Regions from separate parts of the Ovis aries genome. Here region 2 is linked to region 1. Evidence: chromatin contacts called from public Hi-C data. All regions are on one chromosome and are shown on one strand. The core of a region is the stretch at or near the end of the contact, and the rest is flanking DNA. Distances in the headings are between cores, read along the strand shown.

Region 1 (7,085 bases), core at 2,459-4,958:
GTTTTTAAATTAAATATACTGTTTACAAGGACCTTGTGGACAGCTGCTCATCTGTCCTAGTTTTTAGGTTTGTTTTTTAAGAAAAATTATGGAAAACACAGACAATGGTCAACATTTTAATTAAGAAGAGAAGTGATGAATAGCACTAAGAAACCTAAATAGCATTAAGAAACCTAAATTTAGAGTGTTTAGCGCCCTAAGATGTTAGCCTGTAGAATCAAGGATGAGAAATACTGTTCAATTAAGCACAAATACCTCTCAAGCCACTCTTTTGGTTTTTCCCATTGTGAAACTTCTGTTCGACAATTGTAGTAGTATTTTTTCCCAGAAGAGCTAATATGCTCAGACCAGTCATCTGCAGAATCATAAGGCTTAAAAAAAATTAGAAAATGTTAATATAATTTAATCATTTGATATATTAAGACTGTAAATGGTTTTACAAGCACACATGGGGAAAAGACCTTAGACAAAGGTGCCCTCATCTGAGATGGAATCATCTGCATGTACACTTTAGGAGCTCTTAGTCTAAGAAAACCTTCAACTGTAACAATGGAACACTCCACTCCATAAAGTATCAAATTAAACAGTTCAGTATCTTTACTAGGTACAAGAAGAAAGACATGAAATTAACATCATGCTAACCTTAGAAAAGCATTACAAAACCCCCATCACCACAATTTTAACTGCTGAAGTCTAGTCACACAGAGAATCCACTCTCAACTGACTGGCTTGATGGCATGAGAGCACATCAGTTCTGAACACTTTAAGGCACAACAGTAATCAGTGTAACAGAGAACAACCTGCTTGTATTCACTGTTACTTAATGGGGGATAAAAGCACACACAAGAAAGCTTCAGTATAAACACAGGATATTAAAAGCTACGAATTTGCTCCAGCTTCACAATCCACAAGACATGTCAAGTATTAACTGAACTTGTCTCGCACAACATACAGCATCAGCAGCATAGCACTCATTTTCCCAGAACTAAAATTGGTCTGTCTTAGTTCTCAGATAGTCTCTTGCTGGTCATTTCATAGACACTGTAAAATTACCATGGAATTAAAAATTACCTGAAAGGCCCAGTGCTCATGGAACTAATCTCAACAATGTAATGTTTAACTGCCTGCACTAGCTCCAGGAAATCTGGGGGAAATCCTAGTATTACATGAATTTATTGATAACTGTTTACCAAGCAGCTTTGAGATTAAAATGAAGCAAGAGTTATACTTTGGGAGTTCATCCTTCTTTCTTGTTCACCACTGTGCAGAGGGACACAATTTGAACACTTCAAGAAATGAATTCTTACGCACTGCCTATTCAGCTTGAATTTAGCACATAGGAACAAGCTAAGAGAACATGTCCATACATCACAAAACTAATGAGTGACAGAACAAAAGATCAAAACTCAGGTTTCCGGGTACCTATTATTTCCACTAAATCAACACCAATTTTGAAAATGTCACAACAATTTTGAGCATAGCTGAAGAAACACTGCAGATTCTGCTCTCCGGCTATTTCAAAATTGTGAAGCTGCTGGAAATCAGCCCAGTGCTTCCAAACCTCTAGAGATCAAGGGAGAGTTAATGCTCAACACCCTACCCGACTCTAGCCAGGAGAAGGCTTCACCAGCTGCAGGAATCCAATCCAGAAGGCAAAACTCAAAACAGTTCTTCTCTACCATCTACCACCCCCTAGATCTAAATTATTATGCCAACAAAGCCCGCTATGGATGTATTTGCAAGATTTGGTTTGCTGGGCAGGTGATTACATGGGATTACTAGTTCGGTCTAAAGGCGGACAGAGGACATCAGAGTAGAACAGAGAGGCCTAAGCCAGTGAGTGCTCTTCAAAAGTGATGGTTATGCAAACTGTGACCTGTCCTGGAGGAGACAAGGAGCTTGCATCAGAATATATATAAACACAAGACCTTCCCAAGCCAAAGGTCTTGCTTTAAAAAACAAACATATACCATAGCTCAACTAAAGAGTGTATTTAATGACAACTAATTTCCATTGTGGCACAACCTGCAGGACAATGAGTTAAAAGTTCACAGACCAGAAGCTCGAAGAGCATGGGTCTATCAAATCCTAGGTTAGTACAAGTTAATATCTTACTTAACAAAATGTGCTCCAGGGTACAGCATTACAATCACATACTAGTTATTTAAGTTCATCTTCTCCACCCTATTTCTATCGCCCAAAACAGGTTAAGGAAGGAATCTTTTAAAGAAACAAGGAAATTACTTAAATGCTGATATGCAAAAGCAGGTGTTCCATTGTATTATTCTTCCCATGTGTTCTTCCCATTGTATTATTTTCCACTTTACTGAGGTGTGACTGACAAATATAATTTTAAGATATTTTATTTAACCTGGGTTAAAATAATGTGTTTTTTTTAACCTGGGCTACCTAATATTCATCGGTGCGTCTCTTTCATTACAAAAATATTAATCAATGGTGATTTTATATTTTACTTTACTACTCAAAAAAAGTCTATTAGAAGTGATTTTTAGTTGGAAAGTAACCTTCAGATTACTTCAGATTACTAATGTTCAAAAGCCAGCTTCTCAGGTAACATTAAACTCGGTTTGTAAAAAACTGTCATGCCCACTGGGTACATTATGATGAAAAAGACCACCACTTGAAGGTTAATTATATACCTAGAGTTGAAATTTACAGAAAGGGGAACCTTGATTCTAAAAACACATGACATTTAATCCCTGTTCTGTTGTCACTCACATAATGAAATCCCGACACCCTTTAGAATCTGGATGTTGCAAACTTTCTGATACCCATTATTTATGCTGATTTCATTATGCCAATCTATTTCCTGAAAATCAAGATAATCAGAAACTATTTTTCCTGAATAAAGAATTTTTTTTCACCAAAACAATGTCTACATGGCCCGCCTCTGTCCTAACAGCAGATGAACACAAAATCTAAATAGTGATGAAGGGAATATGAAGTTAGTCCTAGACTGTTTAATTAATGGGGCTATTTTTCACAAAAATGGATACTCATTGTAAAATATTCAGTATATTTCTTAGTGAAAATGATTCAGCAGAAGCAGTGTGATGATAACACCTGTGAAAGTTTATCAAGCTGCTATCTGGATCTCAATACCATCCTATGTTCTGTGATGCTAAGGCTGGGACAATGCAAATTACATTCTATTTAGCCAGCTGGCTTTCTGTTAAGTCTGCCAATACCAGACATTAGAGGACTGAAAGGCAGGAGAAAGCAGCCACAGCGGATCCCAGTTTCCAGCTCTCAATCCAGAATCAGAAACTTTCATTATATCCCTCAGAGAACTGTGCCGGGCTCCTCCTCTGAGCAATTAGGTTCTGATAACCCCCAACCTCTTCCTTTTGTTTCCAGTCCTCAGGGGTAATCACTATCTATGCTACTTTTTGTTTTGTGTGTTTGAAATTCTCTGTGCTAAAATAACCAATATGATTTGTTTTCACGAACAGACCCTAATACTTAAAACTAAGCAAAGTTTTTTTTAATGAAAATCATTGATGTCCCAATTTTCTCTGGAAATGTACTAATTACACTGATTCAGCAAGAGACAAAAAATAATAAACCCCAAGAGTTTTCAATACCACTTAAGGTACGATAACCACCTGAATAACCAATGCCTGCAAGATTCAGCCAATACTTTCCTGGCCTTTCAGTTAGTTGTCCTTTTGTCCTTCCTGTAATGGATTTTCCACACTGCTATCAGATGGTTTCTAAAGTGCAAATACAGCAATTCTCTGACTAGGCCCTTGAGGAGCTATCCACTGCCTTCACATACAGTCCACGATCCCTGGGAAGCAGAAAACGCTGTGTGATCTGGCCCCATTCTCTCTGTAACCTGAGCTCCTACCATTTCTCCACACCAGCAAAACCTGTGTTCTCCAAAGTGCTTTTTCACACTTTATGTTTTTGTAGGTGCTGTTCCTTTCCATGCTACACAAATTCAGATCTCTTCCACTACATGGGTTACAGTCAGCCTGTTGGCCAGCACAGCCTCTTCATCCAGGCTCAGTCCCCTCTTGAGGGCTCCCCCAGGACCTTAACATGCACTGATCTAATGGTTTACCGACCTATTGTCAGTCTCCGTATTTCTTTTGTTCTATACATCAAAAATCTATCATCTGCTTGGAAAGTTGAAATCTTATTTCTGCATGAATGTATTAGAACTTTCATTTGAATCCTAACTTTAAAAAGTTCAAACTACTTCATTAACAATTACTTCATTTTTAGAAAAACGTACAGTCTCTCACTGGGTTTCATGCCTTTCAGGACCGAGACCTCTATTATCACTAATGTTTTGTAGGCTATATAATATATAGTAGATACTCAACTTATAGATTTTAAAAACAGAAGTTTATGAAAAAAAAAAAAGAAAAAAAAAAGCTCAAGTCAAGACACAAGTTTCACAATCTGAAGTTCTTTGTATCTCAAGTATCACAACGGTAAATTCTGCTCCACCAAAGGATGTTAATGAAACAATATCAAGATGGCATATTCAGACTATCCTCAGTTTTAATATTAAAGCTAGCTCATTAGTTCAGGCGCATTAAGATCAACTTTGATTTTTTAAAATTTTGCAACATATTCAAAAAACAAAACTGCAAACATTAATATACTTACTGCATCTGAAGTTTTGCTTGGATTATTGCTTGGATTAGAAGAATGTGAATTTGAACTATGAAGAGCACTGTGGTTGTGTGAATTTTCTTGGGGAGAGTAACTGGTCCCTTTAAAAAATAAAAAGCAAAGAGAATTTTAAGTAAGTCATAGCTGATGTTTATACTGGGCTGTCGTCATACTACAGATATATCACTAATTCATCATTGCAAATCTGAATTGTTGTCATTTCTAGCAAACTGTAGTTTTTTTAAAAATTTAAAGTTGTATTAAAGACACAACATACATTTTTTAAAAAGGCCAAAATTTCCACTGATGAGAGAACAAAAGTGACAATTACCCAATTATCCACTGTCCATGGAATTCTCCAGGCAAGAACAGTGGGCTGGGTTGCCATTCCCTTCCCCAGGGGATCTACCCAACCCAGGGATCAAACCCAGGTTTCCTGTATTGCAGGCAGATTCTTTACCATCTGAGCCACCAGGGAAGGCTCAATTATCTACTAAGTTTTTGCAATTACTTTCCAACTTCTTTAAGTTTCCACACTTGCTCTTTAAAGTTTTGACAAATTTTAACTAAAACAGTATAAAGTTTTCAAAAAGTTAAGTTTCAGGGAAGGTGCTTGCTTTCAAGATGATGAAAATGACATCGTATCTCCTCACCACATGACCAGTTGCTTTAAAGTAATTCATGAATTTTATGAACCATGACCATCAGGGATGCCAGTTTTATCTTAAGAAAAGCCAAGATCTAAAAATCCAGACTTGATTAGTAATACAAAAGCTCCACTACCAAAGTAAGTGCTAGTATTTCAGTTTCATTCCATGAATTTTTCATCATAAAGGTAACATAATTCAACTTCCCACCTACTCCTTGTCCCAGAAAATGAACTAGCAAGTGGTATGGAGGCTACAAAATAATGAACAAAACCTGGAAGCAGGAAGAGCAATTTAGATAGTCCAGTGGTCCTGGAAATTAATTAGCAGTCAGAATCAGGGTGGTTATGAGAAGAATTTAGTAAAAATTAACTATTTCAATCAACAAGAACAACTACAGGCCTACCTTTGTTTTATTGGGTTTTGCTTTACTGAACTTCAGATACTGAGTTTCATACAAATTGAAGGTTTGTGTCAATCTTATCAGTGCTATTTTTCCAACAGCATTGGTTCACTTCTTGTCTCTGTGTCACATTTTGGTAATGCTCATAACATTTCAAACTTGTTCACTGTGATTATCTTTGTTACAGTAAACCGTGGAGAGTGATCTTTGATTTACTATTGAATTTGTTTTGAAACACCACAAATGACACCCACACAAGATGGCAAGCCTAAATGATAAATGTGTGTGTTCTGACTGCTCCCCCATGTCTCCCCTTCTCCACGGGCTGTCATTTTCCCTGAGACAAGTGGTATTGAAATTAGGCCAGTTAATAACCCTACAATGGCCTCTATGTGCTCAAGTGAAAGGAAGAGTCATATATCTCTCACTTTAACTGAAAAGCTAGACATGGTTAAGCTTACCGGGGAAGGCAGGTTGAAAGCCAAGACAGAAAGCAAATTGGGCCTCTTGCACCAAACAGTTAGCCAATGTGAATGCAGGAAGAAAGTTCCTGCAGGAAAATTAAAAGTGCTACTCTGGTGAACACACGAAGAAAGCACAACAGCATTACTGCTGATATCGATAAAGTTTGAGTTCAGATGGAGAGAAGATCATACATACCAGCCACAACATTCCCCTAAGCCAAAGCCTAGTGCAGAGCACACATTCTCTTCAATTCTATGAAGGCTGAGAGGTGAGGAAACTGCAGAGAAAAGTCTGAAGCCAAGAGGTTGGTTCCTGAGGCTGAAGCAATGAAGTTGCCTCTGTAACATCAAAGTGAAGCCGCAAGTGCTGATGTAGAAATTGCGGTAAGTCACCAGGAGATCAAGCTAAAATCTTACATTCATGAAGGTGGCTACACTAAACAACAAATTTTTCAACATAGATTGAAACAGCCTTCTATTACTTTCACACAGAGAAGACGTCAATGCCTGGCATCAAAGCTTAAAAGAACAGGCTGACTCTCTCAGGAACTAAGGCAGCTGGTGACTTGAAGTTGAAGCCAATGCTCAGTTACCACCTGAAAATCCCAGGGCCCTTAAGAACTATGCTAAATCTTCTCTGTCTATAAATGGAACAAAGCCTGGATGACAGCACATCTGTTTACAACATGTTTTCAGCCCACTATTAAGATGTATTGTTAAGAAAAAAAGACGCCTCTCAAAGTACTAGGGCTAACTGACAATATGCCTGGTCACCCAAGAGCTTGATGGAAACATACAAGATTCATGCTGTTTTCAGGCCTGCTAACATCTATTGTGCAAGCCCACGGATCAAGGAGTCATTTCAACTTTCTGTTCTTTTTCAGAAATACATTTCATAAAGTCATAATTGCCATAGACATGAGT
Region 2 (7,085 bases), core at 2,251-4,750, 46 kb after region 1:
AAACTTGAAGCAAAGTAATAGCTGAAGGGTAAAACCACTGAAATGCACTTTTTAAAAGGTGAGTATCTGAGTACATACAGAAGTTACATTAATAAGACCCTGGAAAATATGAAATAGTATTTTTCTTAGAAAAACCTAACAAAAATTTCCTGTATCATGAATGACTTTCTTAACCCATGAACTGTCTCAAAAAACCTTCTAAATTTTAAAATTCATACTTTACCACAAGAACACACACCTGAACTCCTTAAAAAATAAAATGAAGTAGAAACAAGGATCTCAAAATTAACCAAGCCAAACTGCAATCTTGGAAAGTTGAAAAGCTGAAAATTCCTTTCTTGGAGAAATGTCCTGCATGTCACTCACCATTAATAAAACACTGGTAGGCTACATTCATAAATGCATCCTCTAATTATCACCCACTGGGGTCCAGCTGTAGATTCTGGGGTCAGCATCTTATTTCTACATAATTTGTTTAGGAATCAAAATATTCTGATGACATAAACATTTAGTAACATTTGCAAACTGGAAATATGACTAAAACTTTTTGTCTTACATAGAATTATTATTAATAAATGTAAGTTTCAATAGAAAAAGCTACTCACCACCATCCCTCTCTCTAACTCTGTGAATATGCACATTTTTGGCCTTACTGTGACCTGTGCTGTCACTGTATTTGTTTTCAGGACTATCAGATCTCCGCAACATTTTGTTTGGTGGTGAAGGATCTGCGGCGTCTCGCATTTTTTCATGTCTGTGATCACCACTACTGGGGTGACTCTTCGATGAATACTTAAGTGCCTGTAAAACATCACCCCCCCAAAATAAAAAAGAAATCAAACTTTAATTTCATAAGTCAGTTTTATCATAAAATTTGCTATATTACCTATATTCAGTTTTATAAATTTATAAAATTGAAATTTTCTTTTTGAATTCTGCCTTTAAGTTACTCACACAAGACCTAAACACAAGTTATTGTAAGGCTCATCATACATATCAAAATGTGTTTTTTTTAAAAAACCTTCTATTAATCATCTTGTAAACACAAGAAATCAACACTTTGACAAATTAACTCCTCAAACTTTTCTGCCAGTTAAAAAGTTTAAGTATTCACTGAGTACTACTCTAATGTTTTTGCTCTGCAACTATGCTAGACACAAATACAAATAAGCATAAACATGTTTCTTCGATCTGACCCAAAAAAAGCATCAGAATTCAGAGAATTCTCATCAGAATTTCTCCAATTCTTGGATTCAAGTAAGTAAGGCATTTCAGATCTAGTTTAACTACTCTTGCAGGCATGGGAAACAATTTTAAGGTATAGAAATGTAGGCTCTTATTTCTGACCTATCCTAATGGAACTTAATGGAACTCCCTCAAAAAACATTTAACATATTTAAGACAACCATGATATAGCTGTCTTTTTTAATGCATAATTAACCATGTTTTAGAGTGTGATTCAACAGTTTAATCGTTGACCTATCCAAATGTAATGCACAATGTTTTACCCGTCAAGGAACCTAGATTTTTAACTGGAACTTTAACTCATGCTATCCAGAAACACAACCGTTAGCTTGGAAACCCGCTCTCCTATCCTTTAAGTGGTCAGATGCAGTAAGTATTTACTTCTAGAGTCACCCCACAGTTACAAATTAATGAATTTTCCTCCCCCGGAAAACAGGGGCCAACTCTTTCAAAAAAACTTTTACAATGTTACACGAAGCTGTCACAAAAAGAAAACTATGTACCTAAAACTCCTTTCAGGACAGTGAATTACCCAAGTACTCAAAGATCTCAATTTCTACAAAAAGAAAAGCGCCATCTTTCACTGAAGACAATTATTTCCACCGAAAACAAACTGGGAAGGGGTAATGGTTTACAACACACTTAAAGAGTTGCAAACCCATCAGTGGCTTCTTCCCTGCCCTTCCGTCTAATTCTGATACCTCTGCGTTAACTTTTAGTTTCCCCAAAACAACAAATGAAGGTGATTCCAGAGTTACTGAACACGTTGTCCTACCGAGTCCCGCACACCCGAATAACCGAGTCAGGTCCTTCCTGGACAAGAATCAGTTTTTATTCCCTTCCCCCCACCCTCCCCGCAAAAAGAACTTGAACTTCCTCCCGTCACCTGTCAAAATAAGCCCCCACCCCTCGCCGGCGAGCGCCCCGGGAAGCGAGCGCAGGGTTTCCGGCCCCACCAAGCGGGTTTCGCGTCTGTGGCCCCGAAGGGCCTGCAGCGACCTGTGAAGCCTGCGCTCGAGTAGCGGCTCCTCCCTCCCCCGCCGGCCCCGCCAGCCCCGCAGCCCGCGCCCGCCCCGTGGTACCTGGTAAGGCTGCGCGTCCCCCCGCCGGTCGTGACAGCTGGAAAACAGAAGAAAAGGCCACCTGAGGCCGGAGAACGGGCCCCCAGCGCGGGGCCCGCAGAAAGGCCCCCGCTCCGAATCCCAGCGGCGCTCCGGCCCCAGGCAGCCCGCCCTCCCGCCGCGCGCACACGCTCTCGCTCTCACACCCGCTCACACGCACTCACACGGGCTCCCGCCGGCGAGGGGCCGCCGCCGCCCGCGGCCGTCCACCCCCGACTCCCCCCCCTCCCGCCGCCGCCCGCGCGGCCGCTCCCCCTCCCGGCCGCTCCGGATCAGGGTTAACAACAAAAATGGCGGCGCGGCCGGCCCAGATGAGGAGGAGCGCCCCCCCGCCGCCCGCTCCGCCGCCTCGAAACGAAAAGACGATTTACCCATCACTGAGCCTCTGCTGTTTCCTCGCATACATTACCATCAATGCCCGGCCTGTGAGCGTGTGTCGGGGAGGGGGGAGCGGCCGCGGGAGACGGCGGCGGCGGGCGGGCGCGCAGGCGGCGGGCGGCGCAGGCCCGGCGCGCCCTCGGCGACGCTCAGCACCTCCCCGTCACTGGCGCCGGCGCTCCCGGGCCATCTCCTCAGTCCGCACCACGCTCACGCTCAGCTCAGGCCGGGCAGCGGCGAACCGGGGGGTGGGGGGGAGGGGGCAACACGACGCGTCCTGCTCGCCCCGCGGACAGCGCGACTGCCTCCTCCGCCTTCTCCTCCTCCCGCTCCGCCGCCTCCTCCCCTCCTCCCCCCGCCGCCGCCGCTGGGTCCTTCGCCGCCTCCTCCTCCTGCCGCCGCCGCCGCCGCTGGTGCCGCCGCTGCCGCTCCACCAACTACATCCGGGCAACTCGGCCGCTGCGGCCTTCGGAAACCCTCGGCAGTTTCCGCCGCGCCCCTCCTCTCCCACCCTCGCGCGCGCCGGAACGCCGCCTTCGGCAAACCTCGGCTCGTCGCGGCCCTCCTCTTCCTCCGCGGCCTGGCTCGTCTCCTCGCGACCCGTCCGCTCTTTCCGGTCGCCGCTACCGGTCCGCACGCGCCCTTTCGGCCGCCGCCGTTCCGGCTTAGGGGTAGTCGGGCTCGGGGAGCCGCCCGAGGCTGGTCCCGGGGGCCCCGGGGCGCGCGGGGCGGGGAGCGTCTATGGGAGGAGGCCGGTGGGGCGTGCGAGGAGCCATCGCGGACTAAATAAGGGCGGCTGCGCTGCTGCGCGTGCGCCCGGCGGCGCGGGGGCGGGGGGCGCGCGGAGGAGCGCGCCGGCCGCCGCCCCCGCCCCCGCCCCTGCGGGCTCCGGCCGGGAAGCCCGTGGTTGGGCGGCGGGCGGACGGTGAGCCCAGGTGCTCGTTGCGTGCGCGGCGGCCCGAGCTCCCGCGAGGCCCTCTCCTCGGAACCGGAGCCTCGCTCCCGCCTCAGACCGGCGGCAGACCCAGAACTAGGCCTTCGGCCTCACAGAAGTAAATCATCCCCGGAAGCTCGGGAAAAGGGTAGGTGGTGTTCAGGGTCACCGTGCTTTGTGCCCGAAGCCCGTGCGCCTTCGAAGACCAAGGTGAGGACCCGCGGAGGAAGGGCCAGCGCCGCTGCTTTGAAACACCCGATGAGCCTGCTGATGTAGGGAGACACTCATACTTTCCACCCCAGCCGCGCCCTCCCCACCGTCTCCTTTATTTCTCGTTTTTTTCTCTTTTAGCTCGTCCGCGCTCAGATCCAGTCATCTGGAGTTTGTCGCAGGTGAACTAAGGCCTGGTGGTGGTGGTGGTAGTCGCAGAGTCCTAGCCGACTCTTTGCGACCCCTTGGACTGTAGCCCACCAGGCTCCCCTCTGTCCATGGGATTTTCCAGGCAAGAATACAGAAGTGAATTGCCATTTCCTTCTCTTGGGGATCTTCCCAACCCAGGGATTGAACTTGGAATTGCAGGCGGATTCTTTACCAATTGAGTCACCAGAGAAGCTCCAATAAGACCTGGGAAGTGCTAACGAGTTGCTGCAAATTGAATTTTATAGACTGCTACAGGCACAGTGGCATATTTAGAGGGGAAAATATCCAAGTATACTCCCCAATTAAGCTTTACGTGTGTGTGTATGTTGGTGTGTGTTGGTGATGATTTAGTCCTTAAGTCGTGTCCGGCTCTTTGTGACCTCATGGACTGTAGCCCAGCAGGCGCCTCTGTCCATGGGGTTTTCCAGGCACACGAATACTGGAGTAGGTTGTCATTTCCTTTTCCAGGGGATCTTCCTAACCGAGGGATGGAGCTCAGGTCTCCTGCTTCGCAGGTGGATTCTTTACCAACTGAGCCACCAGGGAAGCCCAAATAAAGGCCTCGGGGGCAGGGCGGGCGGGGCGCTAAATTTGCTGCAAATTGAATTTTATAGACTGCTACAGACTCAGTGGCAACATGGGCATATTTGGAGGAGGAAAATCCAAGTACACCCCCCCAGTTAAGGAGTGTATCTGTGTGTGTGTGTTGTTCGCTCAGTGGTGTCAGACTCTGCCACTACACCGTGGCGAATAGGAATATTGGAAGAGTGAAAAAATCCAAGCTTACCTCCCAGTTAAAGGGGGAGGGGGGTGGCAGCTGTGGCGGTGTGTGTATTGGTCACTTAGTTGTGTCAGACTCTTTGCCACCCCATGGACTGTAGCCCGCTAGGTTCTTCTGTCCATGGGATTCTCCAGGAAAGAATACTGGAGTGGCTTGCCATGCCCTTCTCCAGGGGATCTTTCTGACCCAGGGATGGAAGCTGTTTCCTGCCTTGGCAGGCAGGTTCTTTACCACTATCACCACTATGAGAAGCCCAACCTTTACCTGAGGATGATGTATTCAGGTGGTTTTATTTCTTCTGCTCTAAACTTCTTGTAAGGCAGCATTAACTACAAAGGATAGTAATAAACGTAAACTAAATATACAGCCATTTACATGGAAGAAAAAGGCAAGGTAGGAAACAAATCAGAAGAAACAAGATCCCTTCAAAAATCAGTATCAAAAAATTGATTTAAGTGGTATCTAACCGGTTACATTATTGCTAACCTAATCAAGAGATGGGATGATGTGGGAGGAAAGGACCAGAAATCACAACTGATGGGAAAAAATTTATTTTAATCAGGTAGCCTTATTTGTCAAAAGGTCAGATTTTTGCTGTTTGGGAGGACCAGCAGAGGCCTACTTAGTGCCCTCTAATGCTGTCAGTAACTAAGAGGAAAACTGCCAGTGACTGAAATGGAAGAAAAAGAAAAACGAGAGTGTTTTAAGTGCAATTTTTAACACTTTTGTAACAAGACATCACGTTGGAACAGCACAGAAAATAGTACAGAAGTCTCATGCACAAACAGCTTGAAAGCTGGCAGCAAAATTTATTACTAATTTCTTGTTCAGTGATTGGATGTCTGCTGAACCTATTACACGCCCTTTGATCAAAACAGCAAACTGGGCTGAGCTACAGAGAGAAACAGCTTTAGCAGTGTACAGTCCATACCGGTTATTCTGCATTGGTGAGTTCGCTTTCTCACTAAAATTTATTTGTAATACCCAGATCAATATCCATAGTATTTCTGGACATTCATGGTAGAGAATGTGACTTGCCTGATAGGCACTGATGAGGGTAAAGGCAACACTCAGTCCTATTTCATTTATCATACTAATGTGTAAACACACATACTAATGTGTAAACAAATGTGGTTTTCACGATACACACATAGTCATGTTTTTAGCATTTTTTGTTGCTTTTAGCTGGTGACTTTCCTGTTTTAAGTGCCCCTCCACTCCCACCCCAAACACCGTGCTGAACTATTATCTAGTACCCCTATGCACAAGACGGCTGTGATGTTCTTTGTGGAAAAAATGTGTAGTACATCGGGTTGATTTAGGTATGTCATTAGTGCTCTTGCCCATGATGAGGTCAGTTCTGATGAATCAACAATATATTAGATAAGATGTCTAAACAGAGGCTTCCCTGGTGGCTCAGCAATAAAGAATCCACCGGCAGGGCAGGAGATGCAGGTTCAATCCCTGGGTCTTGAAGGTCCCCTGGAGGAGGAAATGGCCATCCACTCCAATATTCTTGCCTGGAAATTTCCGTGGATAGAGGAGCCACCACCACATGTCTAAACAGAAATCAGTTGAATCAGTTCACGAAAATGTGGTCAAGAGTATCTCAGGACCCCATCCATGTGTTTATTTCCCCAGGAGCAGTTCAGCGTTCCCAGTGACTGTAGACACAGCTGCCTCAGATGATGAGAATCGACTATTTACCGAAGTACATATCCAAACGTTAAACCCATTTTTTAAAAAATTTCACTTCTGTAAGAGAATCTGATTCCATTATCTGTTGTTATGACTCCTCTCTTCCTCTACTTTACCTACCTGACCCGTGTACCCTACTCAATTCACTGTATACTTGAGGAAAATGAGCTGCCAGTATTCCTCACCCCCTATGTTACTGAAAGCTTAGTCTCTGCACAGGTGCCATATCAAATCCTGGAGACAGTTTAGGGTGAAGAAGAAAATATCTTTATTCACCAAGCAAAGGGAAACACACCAGGTTTCTGCCTAGAAAAACTGTGTGTCCCAACCCCAGAGGACTTGATGTTGGGGTTTTATAACAGTGGTTTAAAGGTGGGGTCTCTAATAAGATTAGGATGTGAGCGTAACAAGTTGAGGATGTGAGCCTACCAGGCTCCTCTGTCCATGGGACTTGCCAAGCAAGAATACTGGATAATCTTCCCAACCCAGGGATAGAACCCACATCTCT

Evidence for each region. Hi-C and Micro-C count contacts between places; a contact is called where the count stands out from the background.
Region 2: a Hi-C map of liver shows a contact between it and region 1, with 1.6 times the contacts expected there. The contact joins the promoter of WAC here to the enhancer-like site in region 1. A contact is called at or near these places in 8 of 16 Hi-C or Micro-C datasets (blood, hypothalamus, liver and 5 more).

Annotation. Positions count from the first base shown.
Region 1 is chr13:35,496,938-35,504,022 of ARS-UI_Ramb_v3.0, forward strand. WAC (WW domain containing adaptor with coiled-coil) reads right to left here. Exons shown (of 13, transcript XM_060397450.1): 4 at 4,642-4,748; 5 at 256-371. Among named protein-coding and RNA genes, the nearest start is that of WAC, 47 kb to the right of the region's middle. Within about 2 kb of position 3,709, at least 1 of the 54 cell types and tissues checked has an H3K27ac peak or open chromatin away from gene starts, as enhancers often do. A contact at or near this core is called in liver, where this site is marked.
Region 2 is chr13:35,543,645-35,550,729 of ARS-UI_Ramb_v3.0, forward strand. WAC (WW domain containing adaptor with coiled-coil) reads right to left here and starts at 3,501. Exons shown (of 13, transcript XM_060397450.1): 1 at 3,290-3,501; 2 at 2,328-2,364; 3 at 606-801. The coding sequence starts at 744.